Regions from separate parts of the Sus scrofa genome. Here regions 2, 3 and 4 are each linked to region 1. Evidence: chromatin contacts called from public Hi-C and HiChIP or PLAC-seq data. All regions are on one chromosome and are shown on one strand. Each heading gives the region's core, a stretch centred on a gene start, on an enhancer-like site or on the middle of the called end of the contact. The rest is flanking DNA. Distances are from core to core; before and after follow the strand shown.

Region 1 (2,633 bases), core at 87-2,586:
GCAGGCTGGAGGATTCTGCAGGCAAGCCCCAGAGTCCTCTTCAAAATTTCCCATCCCCAGGAGTTCCCTTCTTGGCTCAGCAGTAACAAACTCCACTAGAATCCATGAGGACGTGGGTTTGATCGCTGGTCTCGCTCAGCGAGTTAAGGATCGGGCATTGCCGTGAGCTGTGGTGTAGGCTGCAGACATGGCTTGGATCTGGAGTGGCTGTGGATGTGGCGTAGGCCAGTGGCTGCAGCTCCGATTAGACCCCTAGGCTGGGAAGCTCCATATGCCGCAGGTTCAGCCTAAAAAGCAAAAAACAAACAAAAACACCAGTCTCTCCTCCTCTGAGCAGCTCAACCAAGGAAATGAGCCTCCTTCACACACCAGCAGGACTAGGAATGCACGGAGGGAGGGGCCAGGCAGGATCACTCTCTGTGCTAAGAGAATTCTAAACTGAGTCTTGTCAGGAAATGCAACCTGGTGTTAAGCCGTGTAATTCTACCCAAGGAGCCTCACTTCCTATTTCTTTTTAATTGTTTCCTCTCTCTGTCCATGGGAGCAATTTAAGTCCCTCTGATGCCCCCACTAACAGTCTATTGGATGACAATAGACCAGAAAAGGGAAGATATTCCAGAAATAGGAAACCACCATGAAAAACGCCTGCTGAGAATTTCATTAAGCCTCGGGTAGCTGGACCACTCCCGGTCATTGAATCATTTGGAATGTAAGGGGATCTGAAATAGCAGTGGGATATATTTCTGGTGGTCTTCCAGCTGCGCCGGACAGGGGGTGTGGTTGGTCATCCATCCAGCAAGCATGTCTTGAGTGCCTGCACCACACTAGGCATTGACCATTGACCATAGCTAAGAGCTCATGGGTGGTGGACCAGGACAGGCCAAAGCCAGAGCTAGCGCTTGCTCAGGATATATTATCTCATGTAATCCTCCCAAACATCTATAAGCATCTTTCTGTTATGACTCCCCATTTATGATCAAGATAATGAAGGCACAGAAAGGTTAAGTAGTTTTCCCGAGATCACAGAGCTGAATCATGGACCACCCAGGATGGAGCCCAGTTCACTCCATGTCTCCTGAGAAAGATACCCAAGGAAGACGGTATGACCCACCCTGAACAGCTTTTCCAGGCTTTGCCCTCAGAAAGTCCCTTAGAGCGAATTCAAATGTCTCCTGCTCCCCTTCCAGTCTATTTCCTCCTGCTCAGCTCCAAGGGGGAGCTGGAAAAGAATGGGGCGGGGCAGCTTCTGAGAAGCTGAGGGACGGAGTGGGGCGGTCCTGAGCTGGCACTGGAGGGAGAGCGGGTTCCTTCTACGGGAACTGCAGCTCCCCTCCCCCCAGCGCCCTGGGAGCCCTGTTTACTTCCTGGTTGAGGCCTCAACTCCTTCCCAGCCTCCACCCTCGGAGCGCCAAGGGTCATTTGCCTGAATTCTGCCTCTGATGCAACACATCTGGCATTTTGTCAAGCTGACACCACTCCCAGAAGAGGACAGACAGGGCTTTTGTGGCCCTTTGGAGAAGAGGCCCTTAGGTAAACAATGGATTCCATGCCTTGAACCCCCACCAACCTGGGGCCTAGGTTCTACTCATCAGAGGTTAAACCATGACCTGAAGCAGCTCTCTAGCTCAACTGAGCGTGCTGGCAACACAAAATGCTGTGTCCTGTAGCACTACCCGTGGGTACCTCGGTCTGGGAAGGGGCTCATGGACATGTGTTTCTAAGAAGTTTCCAGGTGATGCTGATGTTGCTGGTCCAGGGACCCATGCTCTGCCTCCCGGGATTGCTTTGTAGAATTCTTGGCACTACATTCGCCCCAGCAACAGCATTCCTATAAATCACAGCTCCAAACCCAATTCCGGCACAGCATGATGTTTAAAATCCCAGGAGCATGAATATGTGTGTGAGCTAAGAGGCAGAGGGAGCGAGGACATGAGGACAAGGAGCCCTGGCTGAACGGCAATTGGAGAATAAACCTCTTCAGGCTTAGGGGATGGAATTCAGAGAGAGCTGAATGGGCTTTCAGAGAAAGCCCTGTTTACAATCAGGCTTTCCACCTCATTGCTAAGAGGACCAAAGTTGGTCTGGGCAAAGCCAGCCCAGCCCTGCCCAGCCCTGCCCAGCCCTGCCCAGCTCAGCCCAGACCTGCCCGGGCAGGAGCGAGTCCATTTACCTCCCAGCCCCAGCTCAGCGGGTGCATTTGCATTCTCTTCCCCAGAAAGAAGGGGCATTTGTCTGCCTGGCCCTACCAGCTGTTAACAGCCTTCATCCAAGTCCTGGTGGGACCCTAGGATTTCAATATAAATCGCTGAAAAGGAAGGGATCCTGCCCCCTCGCTGGAGATCACCTACCCTGCTGGAAGGCCTGAGGTCAGGAGCTAGAGAATAGAGCAGATGCCTGACACACATGGTCCACTGAGGGATTTGACCTTCTCTTGTCTTATGTGAGGGGACATCACCCATGCAGCTCCCTCTGGATGGAAATCCCTTTCTCCTTGGCCTCTCTGTAAACTCCTAGTCTTCCTTCGAAACTCACATCAGGCCTTTTGTCTTTGGGAAGTGGTTCCTCAGCACCAGGCCTCCGTCGTCCCTGCCCCCTGCACCTTCGCTGCGCTGCGTTGCAGGCTTCCATGCTGT
Region 2 (2,633 bases), core at 53-2,552, 480 kb before region 1:
GTGGCGCAGTGGTTAACGAATCCGACTAGGAATCATGAGGTTGCGGGTTCGGTCCCTGCCCTTGCTCAGTGGGTTAAGGATCCGGCATTGCCGTGAGCTGTGGTGTAGGTTGCAGACGCGGCTCGGATCCCACGTTGCTGTGGCTCTGGAGTAGGCCGGGGGCTACAGCTCCGATTGGACCCCTAGCCTGGGAACCTCCATATGCCGCGGGAGCGGCCCAAGAAATAGCTAAAAAAGACTAAAAAAATAAAAAAATAAAATAAAATATTGTCAAACACTTGGGGTCTTTTCTATAATATTTTTCTGAAAAAAGTGAAGAAAAATCACTAAATGCTTTTAATACTTAACAATAAATTATGCAGATGAAGTTGTGAATAATTAGCCCATTGGGCAAAACCAAATTTGGGCCCTTTGCTATTTCCCTTTTTCGGTTTCTGAACATGATCATTTCAGGGTCCATAAGTACGCAAAGACTGTAAAATGGTATCATACCTCTAAGACTTGACAATTTATATCGCAAGTTTACATTAGAATTTTAAAACATCTTATTCTTCAAAAAGTTCAGGAAATCAGCTCCCTCAAACCACATTTGTGGTTTTTAGAATCAAAATAAGTAGCTGAACTACATGTTACACAAGATGCAAACACACACACACAAAAGCGCTTTCCTCAAAACTGGTTTCAACATCTCAGCATTTCCAAGCTACTGAGCAGGGATCCAGAGTCTCCCTGAGTCTCACGAATATCAATTTATGCACATAAACCGAGAGGAGTGAACACCCCAACAGCCAAGCTTTTCTTCCCACTTTAATGCAAATCGGATGCAGTTTAATGCTTTGTTCCCTACGGAGACCCAGGAGAGGACGGAGGGGGAGATTGTCTCGGTTGCCAGAACCTTAGAAAAAACCTAGAGCCAACATCTTCCTTAGACTTTACAGGCAAAAAGCTGGAAAAGCTTTAAACTGAATCGATCTAATAGATTAAAAACTGAATAGATAGACATTTGTTTTTTCTTTTTAAATCTTTATCTTAAAACCCAGCTTCAAGCCCCCAAAGGACACAAATGAGAGACGAAGACCACAAAAAAAAAAAAAAAAAAAAAAAAAAAAAAAAAAGAAGAAGAAGAAGAAAAAAGAAAAACCAGACCAAAAATAAATAAAAGGACAGAGAGAAACAGCAGCAGGCATGGCGGGAGCCAGCGGTACTGCGACATCCCATTTTGCAGCGCGCATCTAACCTTGAAGCCAGGGCCTCACAGAAGTCCGGTTAGAAGCAGTTTCACTTCGCTGGTTGCTCCCCGCGGGCCTTTCCGGAGGCGGAAAGCAGAAGTTCACGACCTTAAAATAGATCCTATTGTGCATGCAAGAGCAACTCCAGCAGCAAGACGTCCCTTGGGGTTAGCCCACCACGCAGTTCTCAGGTTGGCTCGCTCCATCCCATCTGTATGGACCCTTTAGAAGCCTAACTTGGCTTTGGGGGCAACTGGGCAGTGTGTGCTGAAGCCTTTGGCCACTTAGCGTTTTGCACGTTCGGCAGTAAGGTCTTTAATGAGCCGCCCTCGTGTCAGAGAAAGAATATACCGAGAAGACCCATCCGACCTCTCCACAGCTCACCTTGACGGGACACCTGCCACATGAGTCGCACTTTCGAGGACGGGACCACAGGAGGCTCGTGGGATGTGGAATGTTAAAAGAAAGCCGCCCTCGTTTTCTCTTTTGTTTCTCATTTTTCTTTCCTCTGCCTCGTCACTACCTCTGAAAGGCGTGCAATGGGGCCGCTTTTCGAGTCTCCTTAATTCTTACTGCCCGCCCATTTCAAACCAACAAGGCAGAAATGTTGACAGCTCCAGCATGGGTATCACCTGAGAGCTTGTTAGTACTGCAGGATTTCAGGCTCCATCCCAGACTTACTGAATTCGAATCTGCCTTTTAAACAAGACCCCAGCTGATTCTTATGCCCCACAGGGTTTGAGAAGTACTAAGAAACTTTGAAACTGAACGGAGGTCTTGCCCGCGGGGACCGGCCCGCGTGTGAAGGGTCACAGCGACACCGTGTGGTTATATTAGTAGTTGCTGTTGCGCTTTCTGGTGGGCAAGAGGCTATTTGACAGAACAGCAGTTTATTATTCTCACTGGAGGCAACAGATGAAGTCGTACTAGTGCCCAAAGGGCTCCGGGTTTGGCCTCTCTCCACTACGCTGTCAAAGAGATGGGATCCTTTTCTAAGGATGCCCTCTACCTGATTCGTGAACGGCTTATAGCCACAGCCATTCTGTGCACCATGAACAACAGGATCAACCGATCTCAAAGTATTTCTTTCCATTTTACAAGATTTATCAGAATATTCATAAAGCTACTGAGACAAGTGGCACAAGGATGGTTCTAGAGATCATCTAGATGAGTGATCCCCACCTTTCAAACATGAGGCTCGCTTTGTAACAGTGGTTGATATTTTTTGAATGTTTACTGTTTTGAGCACTGCTCTAAGCACCTCCATGCAGTTAGTCAATTAAGCCTCACGTTAATTCAGGGAGATAGGTGCTATATCATCTCTAGTTTGTGGACCCCTATTTGGCAGTAATTTTGTTTGTAATGTTTATTGGTTGAGAAAAATCTATACTAACAAGAAATAAT
Region 3 (2,633 bases), core at 60-2,559, 450 kb before region 1:
CCTCCTTCACATGACGTCTTCCCTCTGTGCATGTCCAGATTTCTCTTTATAAGGACACCCATCATACTGGATTAGGGTCTAATTTAAAGACTTCATTTTAACTTGATTTACTCTCTTAAAGACCCTATTTACAAATAAGCACACATTCTGAAGCACTAGGCGTTAGGACTTCAGCATGTCTTTTTAGGGAGATACAAACCCATAAGGGTGTGAAGAAGGGTGTGGGTGTGTGTGTGTGTGTGTGTGTGTAAGAGTATACACATGAACATGGCTAGACAAAAAAAAAAATTTGTTGTTGAGCCTATTTACCTTCTAGAAGGTCTTCTGGCATGCTGGATGTGTGAAGTCATGACTCTTTGAGTTGCAAGTGACAGACTCACCTTGAACCAGATTAAGCAAAGAGAGAAACTATCAGGTTATAGAATCAAACTATAGACATGGCAGGGAAGGGGAGTTCCTGCTATGGCTCAGCAGACTAATATCCGTGAGGAGGCAGTTTTGATCTCTGGCCTCACTCAGTGGGTCAGCGATCTGGTGTTGCTGTGAGCTGTGGTGTAGGTCACAGAGGCAGGTCAGGTCCCATGTTGCTGTGGCTGTGGTGTATGTCGGCAGCTGCAGCTCCCATTCGACCCCTAGCCTGGGAACTTCCATATGCCACAGGTACAGCCCTAAAAAGACAAAAATTAATTAATTTTTTAAAAAGAGGGGGAGTTTCCATCATGGCTCAGAGGAAACAAATCTGAGTAGCATCCATGAGAAGGCAGGTTTGATCCCTGACCTCACTCAGTGGGTTAACTATCTGGTGTTCCTGTGAGCTGTGGTGTAGGCCCGCAGCTACAGCTCTGATTCAACCCCTAGCCTGGGAATCTCCATATACTACACGCTGCATTTATGCTTCTGGCTGCGTCCCTGAGGCTGCAGGCGTGATGCCAGACCACACACACTTCCCTTCTTACAGCCTTATAGCCAGAGAAGTAAGAGCCTTCTTAATTGGTTAGGGAAGGAGCCAATAGGCTCTCAATGGATCACGTGACTTTCCCTAAACCAACCCCTGATTATAGGGTTCAAGGAAACACACGTGGTTCCACTTGGGGGTCTGTGTTCATTGGTAAGCACAGGTCTGGGGCTGCTAGGGTTGGCAAGGTTCAAGTTGGAGGGGAACATTTCCCCAAACAAGATAAAACAATCAAGTCTCATCACAGAAGCCCTTTGGGCACATTTGCAGCTTGAGGTGCAGCTGAAAGTTCGGCTTCCTGCACGCGCACCCCTGGGCGGGGCTTTGGCTCTGTCCGGGAACCTCCGGTTCCTGGATGTTGGCTATGGGTGGCGGCAGGGACTGTTCAGCTCTACCAAACTCATTTCCCTTTCTTTCTCTGCCCAGAGCTGTTCCACAGTTTCCAGGCTTTCTTGCAGTTTCACGGCTGCTAAGTTTTGACAGAGTAAGGAAATTCTAGCTGAAAGTAGGTCACGAGAAGTGAGGTGGGCCACTTCCAAGTCTGACCCAGGCGACCTCCTATCCTCCACGTTCTTTGTCCTCCTGCTGGCATCACGCCGAAAGGCACTGCAGTTTGAAGTCACCTATCGAAGTTGGTGGAACCACAAGATGGAAGGAGCCCAGGGTCCCGAATCCCTGCCTGGAAGAAAGCCATCTGTTCAGCAGATTTTAATGTGACCTTAGACTTAAGGCGAGGAAGAAACCAACTTCAATTGTTGGAGCGATTACAAATTTCAGAGTTCGTTGTAGCAACAAGTGTTGCCCTAACCAGTTGGTACATTTCTTCCCTTTCTTCACCATTGGCTTCATTATCTCCATTTTCCCCAAATAGCTGCAGGGTATCCTGGAGCAACAGAGCCAAGTGAATCCTGATTCTGCTGCTTACCAGCCATGTGTCTTTAAGGCCGTCACCCACTTTCTTTGAGGTGCAGTTTTCTGCCCTGTAGAATAATCATGCCTACTTGTGGGGCTACACCTTGCAGCCTGCCAGCTTTGTATGGTCCAGCCTCAAGACTGAAGAGCCTGGAGATATCAACAATTTATTGGATGGAGAATCTTAAATGTCCAAAGCACGAATCCTGGAGAGACACCCCAGTGGACAGCAGGTGGCAGGCAGGACATGGCAGCAGCCTTTGCTTCCTGGGGGGAGAGGGAGGCTACCATTTATAGGGTGAATTGATTCAGACAGGCTCATCAGTTACCAGGGGAACCAGCAGCTGGGGCAGGGGGCAAGCATGGAGGCAGTTACTGATTAAGCCCTATGATTAAGAGGATGGGATAGCGTGTGTGTAGGATGTGGGGGCAGCAGGGACTGGCTGAGCAGGGGATGCACAGAGAGCAAGAGAACAGCCATCTTGGATGTCCTGACATACGCTCCACCCCTACATACCCTGCACTATCCTTACAATCTTGGTCTGCCCCTCTTCCGTGGTATCCCTGGGGTCAGGGGGTATTGGTAACAAAATCCCACAAATAAAATACAGACAACAGCAGCTAAAGAGTATCAAGAGTAAGATACCCTGTACACTAAAAAGAGGGATTCGTGGGAGTTCCCAATGTGGCACAGAGGAAATAAATCCAACTAGTATACATGAGGATGTGGGTTCGATCCCTGGGCTTGCTCAGTGGGTCTGGGACT
Region 4 (2,633 bases), core at 64-2,563, 300 kb before region 1:
GAACCAATTACAAGCAATTGGGGGTTTTTCCATGTGCTTTAGACCCACAGAGAGACTCCAGGACCTCAGTTTTAATAATAATATCAACTATTTGCCTATCACAATGCAACGATCTCGATAATTGCCAAATATCTACTTTGCTACGCTGGTGAGTTCCAAACGCTCATCGTGTCCGTGGAATGGGAGCGAGTGTCAGCTTCGTTTCTGAAATTGGAAGCAGAAAGCGCTGGGGAGGGCGGGGCGGGGTGGGGTGCATGGGTGTGCACCCAGCCTGGTAATCGCCATGGTTAAGGTGTCTCAGACAACACGATAATAACCCTCTCGATAGCACTGGGGATGTGTAGCCACAATAAAAATCATATTAAAGTGGGCACCATGCCCAGACTATCAGCCTCAGATAAACAAAATTGTAAGAGAAGCATTTCAAGAGGGAACTAACTTAGGAATCAAAGAAGTTAAAACAGGCCAGAGAGGGGCTCGCTTGAGGAGGCAATGCTTTCACCTCCTGGAAAAAGCCGTGCTCAACCTAATTAAAATGCCCAATCTAATTAAACATCTAACCATAATCCCCCGGGTGACCCCTCACTCCACCCCTTCCCATTGTGAAGAGGCTAATAGGGCCGCTTAGCTGAAACATGATGGAGCAGGCGTCTATGTGAGCACACACATGTGTAATCCCTGGCCTACTGAGCTGGAGCAAAGATGCTAGTGAGCTGTGCAGTGACGGTGGTGTCTCACTCAGCAGTGATGCAGGGCATGGATTAGTGCAGAGTGGCCATCTGCTGTTGAGGAGGGTGTAGAATCTGTTCCACGGTGGCAGACAACTCCCCAGTGCTGGCCAGCTGGCTCAGAGAGGACAAAGTTGGACAGGCTAAGCCATCTCCCAGCAACTCTCTGGGGAATAACTCCAGGGCCTCTGCCTTAGGCGCCTGTGTCTGCCCCTGTCTTCTTCATGCGTCCACATACATCACAGAGCTGATGTGACACAATATACTTCAGAACATGAAGAAGAGGGAAGGAGAACATGCCACTATAAAGGCTTAAAGTTACTGGTCTTGAGCATGTGACTTGGAGTTTCCTGGTAGCCTGGGCAAAAAGAGGAAATCTGATAAATCATAGAACTCACATTATCTGGGAAAAGAAGTCAGTCAGTTTCTTAGGAAATAAAGGTTTTCTTAACCACAGTTGTAACATCTGTTTTTTTCACATTTGACTTGATAGAGAGGAGAAACTGAATTTCTCAGGGTGTACATTACGAAATGTCAAACGGCCAGAGTGCTTGGCCTGTTGACGGGCAAAGGAGCAGAACACGGATCCCCCAGTGACTAATGAGAAATAGGGAGCGCTCAGCAGTTCCCTAGTAAGATCATGGTTTGTACCTTTGCCTCTCTGCAGATCTGTATTTTCTAAAATTTCCGCCGTGAACGTGCCTGATGTTGTCATGCAAATGTGCTAGCTTGATCCATTCCTCCCCACTTCCTTCCCTGGCCGTGTATTTAGAGGGCCTTGACCCCTCCAGGCTGACGTTCTCAGGCTCCCTGTCAGCAGGGCTCTGAACTGGGTTTGACCCCCGGATGCTCTGGTGGCCGTTTGGAGAACAGGAGGGAGGGAGAAGTCTGAGTGTTTCTCCCTCCCTTGGTACTGGCATGGTACCTCTGGCAGCTGCGGCCTCTCTTCCTTGTCTCCAGCTCTCACAGGAAACCTGCCATAGTTCCCACTTCCTCTGGGTAATCCCAGGCCCAGGGCTTGGGTAGCATCACCTCCTCCCTTTGTCCCTCCAGCCTGGGAGTGGCAGCAACATCCTGCCGTGGCTAGTCTCTAGATTGCCTCACCATCCCTTGTTTAGCTTTTAAGTTTCTTTCATCTCAGTGCATTAAACTTCCTCTGTTTCAAATATTCAGCGTGGTTTCTGTCTTCCTGGTTGGGCCCTGACACAAAGAAACAAAAATGTATTGGAAACAAAAATGAATGGAGCAAACAAATTTAGAGCCTATTGCATTAGGAGTGGGTAAGCGATGAGATCCTGTTTATATAGTTCCCTACAGCACAGGGAACTCTATCTCCTCACTAGTGATGGAACATGATAGAGGATAATGTGAGAAAAATAATATGTGTATATATGTATGACCAGGTCCCTTTGCTGTACAGCACAAATTGACAGAATATTTAAATCAACTATAATGGAAAAAATTAAAATCATATAACAAAACTGAGAGGGACGTGAGTTGGAGACATAATCGAAGAAGCGAAAGCTCATGGCTACACACCCAAAGGCACATCCAGCCTTGGTGCTCACTGGTTGGAAAGGACTTCCGGGCACAGAACGGCTTTTTTAGGCACATTCACACTCAAAAATAACAATTTTAGTTAGAACGATCAGCTCCAGCAGTGAAGAATAATGACACGTAAGAGATAGAGAAAAACAAACAAACGAAACGCCATAGGATTTAGAGTCCTAAGTCATGAATTCAAGTCCTGGCTCGTGGCAGACACTGAGGTTCACTCTGCAGCCTCCATTCCATTCCTTCCATGTGCCATAGCAGCTGTGGGGTTTGGAGGAGAATGATCCAGCCTCCCACTTCTGGCTTGTGTCTTTATTTTTATTTATTTATTTTTTTAGGGCTGCACCTGTG

What was found. A called contact is a pair of places that touch in the nucleus more often than the background predicts. HiChIP or PLAC-seq counts read pairs in DNA pulled down with a chosen protein or histone mark.
Region 2: an H3K27ac HiChIP or PLAC-seq map of alveolar macrophages shows a contact between it and region 1. The contact joins two enhancer-like sites. A contact is called at or near these places in 1 of 47 Hi-C or Micro-C datasets (adipocytes) and 1 of 2 datasets of contacts at active chromatin or transcription factors (alveolar macrophages).
Region 3: a contact with region 1 is called in a Hi-C map of subcutaneous adipose tissue, with 2.1 times the contacts expected there. The contact joins two enhancer-like sites. A contact is called at or near these places in 1 of 5 promoter capture datasets (liver), 29 of 47 Hi-C or Micro-C datasets (adipocytes, alveolar macrophages, blood and 16 more) and 2 of 2 datasets of contacts at active chromatin or transcription factors (alveolar macrophages and skeletal muscle).
Region 4: an H3K27ac HiChIP or PLAC-seq map of alveolar macrophages shows a contact between it and region 1. The contact joins two enhancer-like sites. A contact is called at or near these places in 1 of 47 Hi-C or Micro-C datasets (fetal skeletal muscle) and 1 of 2 datasets of contacts at active chromatin or transcription factors (alveolar macrophages).

What each region holds. Positions count from the first base shown.
Region 1 is chr8:29,638,549-29,641,181 of Sscrofa11.1, reverse strand. No RefSeq gene overlaps it. Among named protein-coding and RNA genes, the nearest start is that of MIR9840, 91 kb to the right of the region's middle. Within about 2 kb of position 1,336, at least 41 of the 83 cell types and tissues checked have an H3K27ac peak or open chromatin away from gene starts, as enhancers often do. A contact at or near this core is called in alveolar macrophages and subcutaneous adipose tissue, where this site is marked.
Region 2 is chr8:30,113,955-30,116,587 of Sscrofa11.1, reverse strand. No RefSeq gene overlaps it. Among named protein-coding and RNA genes, the nearest start is that of TLR10, 20 kb to the left of the region's middle. Within about 2 kb of position 1,302, at least 49 of the 83 cell types and tissues checked have an H3K27ac peak or open chromatin away from gene starts, as enhancers often do. A contact at or near this core is called in alveolar macrophages, where this site is marked.
Region 3 is chr8:30,092,672-30,095,304 of Sscrofa11.1, reverse strand. No RefSeq gene overlaps it. Among named protein-coding and RNA genes, the nearest start is that of TLR10, 41 kb to the left of the region's middle. Within about 2 kb of position 1,309, at least 4 of the 83 cell types and tissues checked have an H3K27ac peak or open chromatin away from gene starts, as enhancers often do. A contact at or near this core is called in subcutaneous adipose tissue, where this site is marked.
Region 4 is chr8:29,938,286-29,940,918 of Sscrofa11.1, reverse strand. The region is part of intron 2 of LOC100510918 (a long non-coding RNA gene); the gene reads left to right. Among named protein-coding and RNA genes, the nearest start is that of KLF3, 85 kb to the left of the region's middle. Within about 2 kb of position 1,313, at least 17 of the 83 cell types and tissues checked have an H3K27ac peak or open chromatin away from gene starts, as enhancers often do. A contact at or near this core is called in alveolar macrophages, where this site is marked.